2 separate regions of the Mus musculus genome follow, and region 1 is linked to region 2. The links are chromatin contacts, called in public Hi-C maps. All regions are on one chromosome and are shown on one strand. The core of a region is the stretch at or near the end of the contact, and the rest is flanking DNA. Distances in the headings are between cores, read along the strand shown.

Evidence for each region. Hi-C and Micro-C count contacts between places; a contact is called where the count stands out from the background.
Region 1: a contact with region 2 is called in a Hi-C map of nephron progenitors, with 3 times the contacts expected there. The contact joins two enhancer-like sites. A contact is called at or near these places in 3 of 39 promoter capture datasets (the C10 cell line and hippocampal neurons), 5 of 484 Hi-C or Micro-C datasets (CD4 T cells, the G1E-ER4 cell line, the HPC-7 cell line and 1 more), 4 of 115 datasets of contacts at active chromatin or transcription factors (CD8 T cells, Th17 cells, bone marrow-derived macrophages and 1 more) and 3 of 9 other capture datasets (adipose tissue, liver and pancreatic islet).

Annotation. Positions count from the first base shown.
Region 1 is chr7:80,831,076-80,838,319 of GRCm38.p6, reverse strand. No RefSeq gene overlaps it. Among named protein-coding and RNA genes, the nearest start is that of Zscan2, 26 kb to the left of the region's middle. Within about 2 kb of position 5,144, at least 161 of the 459 cell types and tissues checked have an H3K27ac peak or open chromatin away from gene starts, as enhancers often do. A contact at or near this core is called in CD8 T cells, the HPC-7 cell line, bone marrow-derived macrophages and 1 more, where this site is marked.
Region 2 is chr7:80,636,879-80,644,259 of GRCm38.p6, reverse strand. All of the region lies in intron 2 of Crtc3 (CREB regulated transcription coactivator 3), which reads left to right. Gm15880 (predicted gene 15880) reads right to left here. Exons shown (of 5, transcript NR_040343.1): 3 at 5,300-5,510; 4 at 4,612-4,698; 5 at 1-2,291. Among named protein-coding and RNA genes, the nearest start is that of Gm15880, 4.6 kb to the right of the region's middle. Within about 2 kb of position 2,114, at least 132 of the 459 cell types and tissues checked have an H3K27ac peak or open chromatin away from gene starts, as enhancers often do. A contact at or near this core is called in CD8 T cells, the HPC-7 cell line, bone marrow-derived macrophages and 1 more, where this site is marked.

The sequences.
Region 1 (7,244 bases), core at 3,895-6,394, 190 kb before region 2:
AGCAGAATCTCATGAAATCCGACCTCTCTCTGTTCTGCAAACTTCCCAGCCACCAAAATTCTCCTCTTTGCCCCACTCCACCGCCGCCTTTTTTTTTTCCCCCAAACTGGATGTGAGGTATACCACTGAACACAATTTAGTGCGGTATAGGTCTCAGCACAGTGGAAACTCTTTCTGCAGGACCCAGCACTTCTCCAGCGGATGATGGGGGATATTTCTGATCCCATAGCCTTCAGGGATGAGCGACTTCTCAGCTACCATTGTCTTCAGATTCATCTGCATTAAACTTGGTGAAGCTGCACTTCTTTGCGTTGTGAATCATCTGTGGCCAGGCAACTTGAACTTGGCAGGGCTTCAGTCACGTGTTCCTTACTCTGCAGCTTGGTGAGAACTGTCGGTCGGGAGGTCGGGATGACTTGGCCAATATGAACCCTGGCCACTATGCTCAGAGGCTTCCCAAAAGCACTCGACACTGAAAGTGGAGCCTGTCAGCCCCACACAGCACAGCATCTTGTTGATGCAGATGGTGTGAAAAGGGAGTGACCTCTCTCGGATATGAAAGCCATTTTTCCCATAACCCTTCACAATGTATTTGTCGCCACTGGGAACGCCTGGGCAGAAGCGAGTGTCCCGTAGTGTCTTTGTGATACCTGTAAATCAAATACGCGAGATGTCAGAGCAGGGGCTGAAGAGATGGCTCAGCGGTTAAGAGCACTAGCTGCTCTTCCAGAGGACCTGAGTTCAATTCCCAGCAACCACATGGTGACTCACAACCATCTGTAATGGGATCCGATGCACTCTTCTGGTGTGTCTGAATACAGCTACAGTATACTCATATAAATAAATCTTGAAAAAAAAAAGATATCAGAGCAAGAGATGTGAAACTCACCTCAGAGCCCTCTGCAGAGATGATGCCCCAGTTACTCTACCCTGCCCTTTAAACAACTCGAAACAAAACCAAGACACCTTAGAGGTGCACACTTGCTAGCCCAGCACTCAAAACTGAGGCAGGAGGATTTTGAGTTATGGAGTTCCAAGTCTGCATAGGCTAAGCAGAGACACCTTGTCTCAAAACAAACAAAAACCCACAAGAGATTTATGTTTTGTTTTGGTTTGGTTTGGTTTTGGTTTTTCGAGACAGGGTTTCTCTGTATAGCCCTGGCTGTCCTGGAACTCACTTTGTAGACCAGGCTGGCCTCGAACTCAGAAATCCGCCTGCCTTTGCCTCCCGAGGGCTGGGATTAAAGGCGGGCGCCACCATGCCAGGCTTGTTTTGTTTTTAAATGCAGATGTGGGTGCATAAGCAAGTTTGTGGAGGATCAAGGACAACCTCAGGTGTCATCTTCAGGACATAGTCTATCACTTGTGAGACACGTTCTTTTGTTGGCCTGGAGCTCATCAATGGATTCTACTGGGGTGTAGGTGAGATGGGCAAGCTCTTTACCAACTAAGCCATCTCCTGAGCCCCAAGAGCTCCCGATTCTGATTGGCCCAAGTGTTTGTTTGTTTGTTAGTTGTTCTTTTTTGAGATGGGGGTGGTGGCTCAGACTGGCCTCCAAAGTGCTGTTCAGCAAAATAAGTGACCTTTAACCTCCTGATCCTTCTGACTCTACTTCCCAAGTCAGGCTTGCTCCATTCTGCCTGGCCCCGCTATACAGCTTTTTCTATTACAGTGGTTCTCAACCTTCCTAATGCTGTTAATACGGTTCTTCATGTTGTGGTGACCCCCAACCATAAAATTATTTTTTGTTGCTACTTCATAACTGTAATTGTGCTACTGTTATGAATGGCAATGTAAATGTCTATGTTTTCTGATGGTCTTAGGCAACCCCTGTGAAAGGGTCATCTGACACCTTCCCCCTCCCCCAGAGGGGTTATTGCAACTCACAGGTTGAGAACAGCTGTTCCATTACAAAAAGATATGCAGCAAAACAGTAATAGGGAGTTTTGGGCTGTGGGTTTTTTTTTCCTAAACAGACATGTCTCCAACCTTTCCTTACATGTATTTATAGTTTTAGAAATGAACTTATTATGTATTTATAAAAATAAAGCGTTCTGTTGGAAGAAATGAGAAACTTCCCTGGGGAAGGGCTGTGTGAGTTCAGCATGAGTCATTATTAAATAGAGACTCAGTTGTCTCAAAAGAAGGCAATGCATGAGGGTCACGACCGCTTCATCATGGGGCTCCCAGAACAGAGAAGTCTTTTTAAGAGATGTGGAGTTCAAGGGCAGGAAAGGAAGTTGGTTTTCAGTTCTTGGCAGGAGGTAGTGGGAAGTACCATAGAAATCTACCTCCCCCCACCAAATAGAGGGTCCTTAACTCTGTTATCTGTAAATAAGTCCCCCCTCCTTTCTCTTACTCCCTGACCCTCAGGGTCTTAAGTTGTTCAAACCAGCCTTAGACTTCTGAGCCCAAGGAAAATCCCTTCACTGTCTGGAGTGCCAGAGCCTGCGTACCACCCAGGCTTAGAGGGACAAGCCCACTAACGGAGATTCCCCACCACCACCTTTGTGTATGTTTGTATGTGTAATATATGAATTTGTGTGGTTGTGCTTGCTCCTGTGGGAGACGGTGAGTGACACCAGAGGGTGACATTTGCCTGTCTTCCTCAGACACTTATCATCTTTTTTTTATAAATAAATTTATTTACTTTCATTTAGGGTGTGTGTGTGTGTGTGTGTGTGTGTGTGTGTGTGTAAGCCACATGTATGCTTGAGCCTTTGGAGGCTAGAAGCAGAGTTTCAGATCCCCTGGAACTGGACTTCCAGGCATCTGGGCTGCCTGATGTGGGCTGGGAACTGACTTCAGGTCCTGCAGAAGAGCAGTGAGTGATCTTAGCCATTGAGCCAGCTCTCCAGCCCGGAGGGGATGCATTTAGGAAGAAATGTTTCCATTATTATACTATTGTGATAATCCTCATGTGACACATTTCCTCCACTAAACATTAGATGTTTTGTTTTCAATTTTACCTAGAAGGAGAACTGGGCCTGGCCAGATGGCTCAGCAAGTGACGTGCACTTGTCAAACAAGCCTGACTAACTTAAGTTCTGTGCCTAGAACACACATGGCCTTTGACTTACACATGCATACACAGACACACACAGATATACATGCTGACAGATATAGACACACAGAGATATGCATATATACACACACACACATAGACACACACAAATAAATATATTTTTTTTTATTTTAAAAAAGGAGAAATTGGGAGGGGATATGAAATTTTCAGAGGGGAAACTAGGAAAGGGGATAACATTTGAAATGTAATAAAAGAAAATATCTAATTTTAAAAAAGGAGAAATTAATTAATTTCCAAGTTATTCACATCGGAAGTGGCTCAAGTTAAAAGGAATTTAAACTAATTGTTCTATTTTTATTAATAGTAAAAATGAAAATAAATTATTGTTTCTAAATTTGTTCACTTTTATATGAATTATCTGAAATCTCTCAATGAATAAAATTAATAAATAATTCTTAAAATTAACTTAAAATTAATGTGTCTATTCAAAGGAATTTAAACTAGAAAATATTCCTAAATTTATGTATATAAATGTGTTTGTGTATATAAACATAAATGGTGTCCTTGGCTAGTTTTATGTCAACTTGGCACAAGCTAGAGTCATCTGAAAGGAAGAAACCTCAATAGAGAAAATACTTCTCAAAGACCAAGATGTTTTCTTCTTCTTCTTCTTTTTTTTTTTTTTTTGGAAAGATGTATTTATTTTATTTATATGAGTACACTGTAGCTGTCAGACACAGCAGAAGAGGACATTGGATCCCATTACAGATGGTTGTGAGCCACCATGTGGTTGCTGGGAATAGAACTCAGGACCTCTGGAAGAGCAGTCAGTGCTCTTAACGGCTGAGCCATCTCTCCAGCCCCCTAAGATGTTTTCTTAATTAGCGATTGAAGCAGGAGAGCCTGTCCATTGTAGGTGGTTTTATCCCTGGGCTGGTAGTCCTGGGTTTTATAAGAAAGCTGGCTGATATTGCTAGGACAAGCCAGTTAACAGCACCCCCCCACACACACACACCCTACGCCCCCCCAACCCTCCAGCCCCCCCAACACCCCCCCCCCCCAACTCCCGCCTCTGCATCAGCTTCTGCCTCCAGGTTCCAGGCCTGCTTAAGTTCCTTCCTATCCTGACTTCCTTTGGTGATGAACAGTAATGTTGAAGTATAAGCTAAATAAACTTTTTCCTTCCCAACTTGCTTTTTGATCATGGTGTTTCATTCAGGTGGTCCCTCCTGTCTCTGCTCTCTGCTTCTCTTTCCAGTACTGGGATTGAAGATGTATGTTTTTTTTTTTTCTTTGTTTGTTTCTTTGTTTGTTTTTTGAGACAGGCTTTTTCTCTATAGATCCCTAGCTATCCTGGAACTCAACTATGTCGACCAGGTAGCCTCCTGTGTGCTGGGATCAAAAGTATGCACCGCCACGCCCATGCGTAGCCACGCCCATGCCACTTTTCCTGCTGAGCCTTTTCTGAGAGCTAGTGGTGTGAACTCGGGTCCCAAAGCTTGTATAGCAAGTACTTTACCCACAGAGCTATCTCTTAGTCTCCCCTCACCCCCAAACTAAGTTTCACTAGCCCAGGTTAGCCTGAACTCCTATGTACTTGAGTATGCGTATGAACTCCTAATCCTCTTGCAAATACCGGAATTACAGATGTATGCCGCTATGCCAAGCTTAGGTGGAAATTTTTAAATGTCCAGTGCTTGATCATAGCCAATCAGGCGGGGCTGGTGAGATGGCTCAGTGGGTAAGAGCACCCGACTGCTCTTCCGAAGGTCTGGAGTTCAAATCCCAGCAACCACATGGTGGCTCACAACCACCCGTAATGAGATCTGATGCCCTCTTCTGGTGCGTCTGAAGACAGCTACAGTGTACTTACATATAATAAATAAATAAATCTTAAAAAAAAAAACTTATAAAAAAAACTTATATAACCAATCAGGCTAACTTAAATAAGAAAGTAATATTTAATAACTCATAAAACAGTGTTTTTGTATTTAGAAAGAAGCAGCTGCATTGAGACAACAGAAACGGATGAACTGGCGCTGCCCTTGGAGCCCTGCACCTGCAGCAGGGAGTCTGGCGCTGGTGGAGAAGCCCCGCCTCCTTCCCGGATCAAGCCGACAGCAAGCCAGGGGCTGTGTGATTGGTGCAAGCTGCTCTTAAAGGAGCACCAGCTGCCTCTCAGCTTCTCTGCTACAAAACCTCAGTGCCCACGAGAGTTGGATCAACAGGTGGCAAGGCGCTCATCCCTTGAAATTAAGATTTTTGTCTGCTTTAAATATATAAATAACATTTGCCACTACACCTTTATTTCTGACTGCTCTTAAACGTTTACTGTGTTCTGCATGTCTTGTTTATAAAATATTGGTTTATAATTTATAATTTATAACGTACATATTGCTCTATAAATTATGGTAATGATACCAGGAATAAAAATTAAGGATTTTTTAAATTCTATATTTTATTTATTTGCATTTCAAATGTTATCCCCTTTCCTGGTTTCCCCTCCACAAACCCCCTATCCCATGCCCCCTTCCCTCTGCTTTTATAAGAATGCTCCCCCACCCACCAACCCAACCCCTCCTCATCGCCCTGGCATTCCCCAACACTGGGTCATCAAGCCTTCACAGGACCAAGGGCATCTCCTTCCATTGATGCCAGATAAGGCCATCCTCTGCTACATATGCAGCTGGAGCCATGTGTACTCCTTGGTTGGTGGCTTAGTCCCTGGGAGCTCTGGGGGATCTGGTTGGTTGATATTGTTGTTCCTCCTATAGGGTTGCAATCCCCCCCCCCTTTTTTTTTAGAAGTTTACAGCATTAACAAAGGTTAAGAATCACTGGCTCTTGAAATTCCGCCCCCACCACCACTTCCTTTCAGCTTGCTTGAGCCCTGGCAAGGCTCCAGCAAGCCCTTCCTGTCAGCCCAACGTGCCAATAACAGCTTCCTCAGCCAATCAAGGTTCTTGCCATTTTCCCATCTTGTTAACCCCTTTCCTGTGCTGACACTGCCTTCGGCTTAAACCTAATCACACGGGAAACTGTTATGCTCTATAATGATATACCAGATAAAGGTCAGAAAGGGTGGTAGTCTCTTTATGGAGTATGTTTTTGGGGTTAAAAAGTTTTATTTTGATATTAGAAGAGCTTCAATTCAAAACTGACTTTTAAGGCTCAAACATAACAGAGATAGATAACCAGTATCCTTGTAAATGATCAAATAATTTAATCTGTTCAGAAATATATAAGAAGCCATGCTAAGAACTGATGCAGTTAATTTCAAGATTAAGCTTTATTTAGTCTTCTGTTTTATATTTTCAAGGTATAGTTTAGAGCAGATAACTAAAAACAGGTAGGTACTAGCCCTCAAACCAGTCAGAGATCTCCTGAATGTGGCATTTAGTATGTTTAAACTTACCACGACAGACAGAGACTCCCAAATCCTAACAGTGACCCTCCAAGGTATCCAAGAAAATATGGGCACAACCACAAAGGACATAACTACTGGACATAACTGCCCCAGCGCCTCGCCCACTGCCAGAGCCCGGCCTGAGCTGTGGACAGAGGACAACCAGACAACTGATTGCCACACTTTGCTTAAGATGAGATGAGGACAGTCTCTCCCAAGTTCCTCATCCACAGAAAAGGCCTCTTCATCTTCTGGGCCTGATGGCCAAAGACTGCCATTGTCCTTGATGCAATGGAGACCACAGGAACTTGGGACAAATGGCCAGGTCATGAAATATGGACTAGTTTCTGTCATTTTAACTGACACATAGGCCATTTAGATAGTAGTTTATCCTTCTCAGGTCTCTGATAATATTGATGGCTAAGCTAATTATAGCTTAACAGCTAGAGAACAACAGGCAACTAGCTCCTTCAGGTAGTTTGCTGCTGTGTTAGTTCATTAGTCTATTCACTAGTTAGATTTGTTTTGTTTTGAGACAGGGTTTCTCTGGCTGTCCTGAAACTCACTCTGTAGACCAGGCTGGCTTCGAACTCAGAAATCCGCCTGCCTCTACCTCCCAAGTGCTGGGATTAAAGGTGTGCGCCACCACCGCCCAGCAGTTAGTTTTGTTTTGGTTTGGTTTTTGGTTTTTCAAGACAGGGTTTCTCTGTTTAGCTCTGGCTGTCCTGGAACTCACTCTGTAGACCAGGCTGGCCTCGAACTCAGAAATCCGCTTGCCTCTGCCTCCTGAGTGCTGGGATTAAAGGCGTGCGC
Region 2 (7,381 bases), core at 865-3,364:
GTCAGGTCATCCTCTCTAGAATGTCTACCAGTTTATACCCATGTCTGTTCTGTCAGAGAGCCTGGCTACCCAAATCAGGCCCAAGGTTTCGCCAAAATTTGTGATCTTTGCTAATCTTTCTTAAGCTTGTAAAATGCCTGTATGTAGGATGTGTGTCCATGAGAGAGAGAGAGAGAGAGAGAGAGAGAGAGAGAGAGAGAGAGAGAGAGAGATGCTTGTGTGTAGCGATGCTAAGTGTGTGCAGGTGCACAGTTGCATGGAAGCCTAAGGTCACCCGTAGGTGTGGTTTCTCAGGAGCCATCAACCTTGTGTTTTTTAAAAATCTTTTTTTTTTTGAAACATGCACTTGTATGTGTGTGTATTGTGTACGTGCATATGTGTTCAAGTATGTGAGTACAGGTACACCAGTGTGTACTGTATAACAGGGTGAGGTCGGAGACAGCCTTGGAGATCAGTCCTTACCGTGTTTGAGGCAGGGTCTTTGGTTATTTGCAGCTGCGTATACCAGGCCCCCTAGCCCACTGAGCCACCTTGCCAGCCCCTCTGGTTTTGTTCATTTGCCTGTGTGTGTGTGTGTGTGTGTGTGTGTGTGTGTGTGTGTGTGTGTGTGTGTGTGTTTTGAGGCAGGCTCTTTCTCTCTAGAGTGCTAGGCTGGCTAGCCAGCAGATGTCAGGGATCCCCCTGTGTGATTTCCTGAGAGTTGGGGCTGCAGATGCCTACATCATGCCAGCATTGCACGTAGGCGCTGGGGATCTGATCTCTTGTGCTTTGCCCTCTGAGCCATCTCTCCAGATCTTCTGTGTAGTTTTCATTCGCTTTTCTTTTATAAATGCACCTCCCCCCCAACCCCCGCCTGTGGTTTTGTACTATCTTTAGCTGCACGACACATCTTTTACCCTTAATTTTGGTGGTTGAGTTGTTATGTTTTAGAAAATGTGGCCAGTTTTCTGTGATTTGAGTTGCAAGTATTTTCACAGTTTGCTATTTATTAGATTTTTATGATGGGATTTTTTTTCATGCAAATTTAAAAACATGTGGGGTGTGGGACTGTCGCACAGTGGTGCAGTGCTTGAGTTGCAGGCATGGGCCACCCCTGGCTTCCTCTTCGTTGATGTGTCTACCCCTGTACCAGTGCCACACTGTTTGACTAATTACTATAGGTTTATATTACACTTATACATATTGATTTATTTTCATGTGGCTTTTCAGTCCCTAGCTCCCACCCCCAGGCTATTGAATGTTTATTTCCACGATGGTTTTTAAGTTTATCTTATTTTTATTTTAGGCTCATTTGGGGTTTTAGAGGTTTGAATGAGAATGGCCCCCATAGGCTGATGTATTTGAATCCTGGGTCCCCAGTTATTGGAGCAGTTGGAGAGAAGGATTAGATGGCATGGTTTTGTTTAAGGACATTTGCCAATAGGGGCAGACTTGGAGGTTCCAAGAGCCCAGACAATTTACACTTAACTCTCTGCCTCCTACTGTGGCTCTAAATATACTCTTAGTTACTGATCTAGCACCAGGCCTGTCTGCCTGCTGCCGTGCTCCTGGCCAAGATGGGCGTGGAACCGAGCCCTCTGAAACTGAACCACCAGTAAACGCTGTCTTCTTAAGTTGCCTTGGTCTTGGTGTCTTATCACAGCAAGAGAAAAGTAACCAAGACAAAAGTATTTTTAAAAGCAGTGTTGTTAATAACGTTTGCACTGCTAAGCAGTGCCATTAGACTCATGTTTCAGGGGCTTCTTCTGACTGCAGTGTGGAAGCAATGTAGAGGTGACAAGAATAAAGACCAAAAGTCTGTTATAGCTCACCATGGTGTCACACCATGTGGATCCGGTAAGTTTCAGACCAGCCTGGGCTACACAAGTGGGACTTTGACTCAAAACAATCAAAAATAAAACAGCAAATCCCAAGGCTTTTTCAGATACGGAGGGGAAAGTGGATGGAGTTAAGGAGGAAGGGTGTGGGAGACACGGGGTCATCGGGGACACCATAACCAGCATCGCGTATGGCCCAGGGGGAGAGGGGAAAGGGAAAGTGCTCAAGGGGGGCCCCAAACACTGGGCTTAGGCAGCCCCATGGGGCCAGTGCCTGAGGAAGTGCAAAGTGACAAGTTAGTGCCAGGTGAGAGGGTGGCGCACAGTGACCTCCACTGAAGTGCCAGGCACCCAGCCCTTGGGGCGTTGACTGCAGTCGGCAGCTCTGGAGAGATCTGGGCTGTTGGTAGAGTGTGTGACTGACCACTTCCTGGAGAAGTTAGCATTTGAAGGATGGCTCTTGTGTTCAGAAGTCTGCAGAGACAGGAATCATGGAATCATGGAACAGGTTCTAAAATATTACACATAATCCCAGTTTCAGATACTTGAGATATCAGTGACTTAGGTACTGAAAAGTCCATTTGTATTTAGTGACAAGGAAAGGCTGTGGTGCCCTGGGAGTTTCAGTGGAGTGGACAGGGCTGGGAGTTGAGAGCTGAGCAGGGTACTGAGGAGGTGTGGCTGCTCAGACTGCTTGGAGGGAGAATGGTGAATCCTTCTGTCCTGCCCCTCCCCCAGCTTCACGCGTGAGAGCCTTCCTTGGCTGGGCTCATGTGCTCATGGGAAGAGCCAATAGAGGAGAAAGAGGAAGAAGTGTGTGTGTGGGGGGGTGGGGGGTGAGATCCTGGCCCTGTCAAGGGCTTAGAGAAACCGTGGTCTGTGGGGGAAACTACCCCACTGAGGATATGGACAAGTGAAAGATAGCAAAGAAACAGTGTCGCAGTCCCAGCTCTCCAGAGGCTGGAGCAGAAGGATTACTGAAGAAAAAAGAAGACAGGAGGAGGAGCAGCTGTAAACAAAACTGAAGGTGGAATCAGCCCAGGGATTTAGTGAAAGAGTGAGAATGTTTAAAGAGCAAGACCAACAAGGTAGCCCAGCTGTTAAAGGATTGCTGCCATGCCTGATGATTGAGTTCAGTCAGCAGAACACGCATGGTGGAAGGAGAGACCTGAGTCCTGAAAGTGCTCTGACCACTACACGTGGGCTGTGGCATGTGTGCTGCCCTCCACACTACCCTGTCCTACCTTCACATAAAAGTAAATACCTATTTTTAAAAAAGTAACATTAAAAAGCAATTGCTGAGGACATGGACTCAGCTCAGTAGCAGGACCCTGAGTTTAATCCCTAGTATTGAAAAAAAAATTAAAAAATAAAAAGTGGGTTGGAGTAATTCAGTAAACCCAGGAAGACGTGGGTTCAATCCCCGGAACACTCATAAAAGCCAGGTGTGCTGTGCTTGTAATCTGGGCCCTGAAGAGCTGGAGTCACTGGCCAGTCTGCTTAGCAAGTTCCAGAGCAGTGAGAAAGTCTTTCAGAAAAGAGCGGTAATGGACCAGAGGTGCCTCCTCACATGCACACACAGCTGCATCAGTCCATATACATTATAGCCAGCTGTAATGTATACCATGTTACTATCCGTGCTAAAAGAGAAGAGTAGAAGTAAGGTCCGCTCCCACTTGCTGTGCTTACACAGTCGTTCATTGAAGGGCTCATGCAGCCATTACCCTGGCTGTCTATCAGGAAGCAAGAAGGGGAAATGGGATCAGCGGTGTCTCACACTCTCAATCTTTATATTTTTCATTTGTTGAGAGTGTGAATAAATACTTATTTTCTTTTTGAAACAGTGTCTCGTGTAGCTCAGACTGCCTTCAGTTTGCTGTGCAATTGAGGATGACCTTGAACTGTTTTGGGGTCCACCTCCTACCTCTGTGTGCTGGGAGTACAGCTGTGTGACCACCATGCCCTGTTACGGGGTGCTGAGATGGAACCAAGCTTTGTACATGCCAGGCCTGCACTTTACCGCCTGAGCTGTCTTCCCAGCTGTGGACCAGGATTTTCCCAGTTACTCTTGACCCTAAGTGCCCCTGACTTGTCTGTTCAGCAGCTAAGAAACAAACCCTTGCTTTTAGTCTGAGAGAACTTTGCCTTTATTTGACTCTGCCTACTGGGACCAGCATCCTCCGGGAAGCATTTCTGCATCCCTGGGTCAGGGAGGAGGTGTGCATGCCATCTGCTGCACCTGGTCCTCTGCTTCAGCTTCAGCTTCAGCGAATGGGCTTTAAGGTTGGCTTATAGCCCCAGAAAGAAGAGCAAGCCAAGGTTAGCATCCTCATTAAGCTGACACTCACCCTGGCTCTCTCCACAGCCCAGCTATGACACAAACCAGTGACAGTCAGTGCGTCAGCTTGTCACCCCATCACTATTACAAATGATTCCCAGAAACTATAAAACCTCAAATATTCCCCCAAGTAAGCAGAAGTAAGAAACACAGAAAGTCAAAGTGGGGGACAGGGTTCTAGCTTCCTCATTTCATTCCAGTGTTGGAACAAATGGTGAAATGGTTGCACGGATTAGCGCACTTTATATATGTCACACAGGTTAGCACACTTTATATATGTCACACAGGTTAGCACACTTTATATAAGTCACAAGGGTTATAGCACACTTTATATATGTCACAAGGGTTAGCATACTTTATATACGTTACAAGGGTTAGCACACATCATGTTCTTCGTTCCATGCTGATTGTGACTTTCACTTGAAGCATCAGATGAAATAATAATAATAAAATCACCTCAGAGCATTCAGATCCTGGATGAGGGAATAAAGTTCAGGGGCAGAGTCCTTGCCTAAAACTTGTACTGAGACCCTGGTGTCCCCACTGTCACAAAGAAGAGAAAGGAAAACAGCTCATTATATAAACAAAGACATTGAAGTTCCACAAATATACCAGCTCCACTCTCCGCCATTTCTCTGTACCCATTTTCAGTGTAGCAAGCAAAGTAGATGGTCTGCCCCCCGAGGGCTGTGTTAGGGAGGACACCGCGTCAGCACTCAGCTTTCCCTCATGAAAATCCCTGGGTGCTAGATGTTTCAACCCAGACTGGGGGCCTTATACACCACTGTTCTGTGGTCTGGACGGTCACTGCTAGTGAGCCTGTGAGAAGTCAGTGAAGGGTCACTTGTCAGCTTTCCTTACGGTGGCTCAGGAGCTCCTAAAGTCTGTGGGCTGGACTGTGTGACAAGTGAAGCCAGTTGTACTGGGCTCGGTTCTCCCTTCCACGTGGAGGCAGAAGCCGGGGCTTCAGATAGGAGGCAACTCCGTCCAGGTCCTACACGTTTGCCTATTTGGCAAAGATTTCAAACCAATTTAACTCAGCTATAAGTAAGCAACCAGATCCAGTTTTGGTTAAATGGAGAATTCAGGAAAGAGGGAAGGAGGAAAGAAGGAAGGGGAAAAAAAAATTAAAACAGAAACTTACATTCCCAAAAGAATCTGGTTCTCCAGACCTGTTCTCTCTGGGTAGCTTGGTTCCTCGTGGGGACAACTGACTGTAAATCTTTAGCAGCCTGTCATCTGAGCAGATGCCCTCCGGAGACAGGGACTGCTTTGAGGACACTGCAGCTGGGCTAGAAGCTGTTTAACAGAGGACCGCACTCTGAGGATATAGTATATCCTCATGTCCATGGGCCCTGGAGGAGGCAAGATAGCTGATGGTAAGGGTGCTTTGCGTGTGGGTTGGCTGCCCTAAACAGTCATCACAAGTTGTAGTGACTTGTGTGTCTCACGAATCACAAGCAAGCAGCCGGGCGAGGACAGTATCCGATGCTCTTAAACCAAAACAGGATGCGAGGGTTACAGGGTTTTATTTAGCCCAATATCTGTATTTAGAATGATCATGTGCTACATTAGCTGACTGTTCCAGACTGTATTCTTTCCCGACACACGTTTTCTTGGACTTTACTACTTCCTTTGTGAAAGTAAAGACTTGTTTGTTCTTTGTTCATTGTTTTCCCAGTGATGGGATCAAACCCACCGTGCTCGGCGACTGCCCTGCCCATCAGCTGCATATCCTTATTTTGAGTCAGTACTGGGCCAGGGAGGTGGCTCAGTGAGTAAAGGGGCTTCCTGCCAGATCTGACGACCTGAGTTCCATCCCACGAGCCCACGGGGCAGGAGAGAACCTGTTCCCACAAGTTGTCCTCTGCCCTCCACACTCATACTGCAGTGGTGTCCATAGACAAATAAACAGGTTATCTATCGATAGTAAAATAAGGTGGCAATAGATAAAGAAGAAAGGAAACAAAGCATAACAATATACATACTGGTGAGGGCAAGGCAAGTGTTCTTTGTGTAGCCAACTGTATATACTGATAACTAGTTTCAGTATCTTCCAAGGTTTAATTTTTGTTTTTTTCCCCCTTTGCTTGGCATTGAACTTAGGACCTTGTGCATTCTGGGCCAACGGTCTACCACTGAATTGTATCTCCATCCATTTTGTACTTTTAAATTTGAGACAAGGTTTCACTAAGTTGCCCAGGCTGGCTTTGAACTTACTCTGTAGTCCAGGCAGGCCCTGAACTTTTGATCCTCTCTCTTCAGCCTCTTGAGGAGCTGGCATCCCAGGCCTGTGCCACCAGGCCTGTGCCACAGACCTGAGATGGGATCGTCCACATTACTGTCTTCTACAGTTTGCTACTCTTGTTTCATCTATTCACCTATTAGAGGGTTTTTTTTCCTCATTGTAATCTAAATTCTAAATCTCTGTGAAACTCAGTGAAGTGTCTCACCAAGTGTAATCACAGCAGTGAATCTGGTGTGAGTCAGAATGCAGTAGGGCTTAGGAACAGGAGCAGGCCAGCAATGGCTGTCTCCACTACCATCTTCTGTGGTGGGTGCTTTGGTTCTCTTCCTGAAAGCTGGCCTAAAGTATCGGCCTGTTTCTTACACTTAGAGGATCCTTTGGCTGTCCTTAGGCATTTGTCTCATACTGACCCAGCCTCTGGGTCTGGCTCCCTCCCACCCATGGCAGCACCGTGTGGGTGCTGAAGAGAGGAGTTAGAATCCTGAGTGCCTGAGTCCCCTCCTCAGGATGGAAGCCGGGAGCCAGGCCAGAGATGCTGCCTCCCCCTCTTCCTCCTGTCGGTTCGGCTTTGCTGGAGACTGCTTTGGGTGTTGTTCTTCATTGTGCCTTTGTAACTTCTTTCTTTTTTGAGACGGTCTTGCTTTGTATCCTGACTGGCCTGGCACTTAGCTGCTGCCTTGGCTGCCTGAGGGTTAAGGTGACAAACACGTGCCACCATGCCCAGCCTTTCTTGTTTGGACAGATTATTTGGCCTGGCCCTGTGTAATCATACCAGTTGTCTTGATTTTGACCTTAGCTGCCAAAACAAATAACCAAACAATCAAAAACATGTTTCATTTTATATTTTGTAAAGTACTCTTTTAGCTTGGTTTATCTAATTAAGCTTACACATCCCTTTTACGTGGCATTTAAGAGGAAGGACAAGGAAGAGGTAACTCTGGGAGCAAAGCACGGCTCTGAAACAGTTAAGAGCGTGTA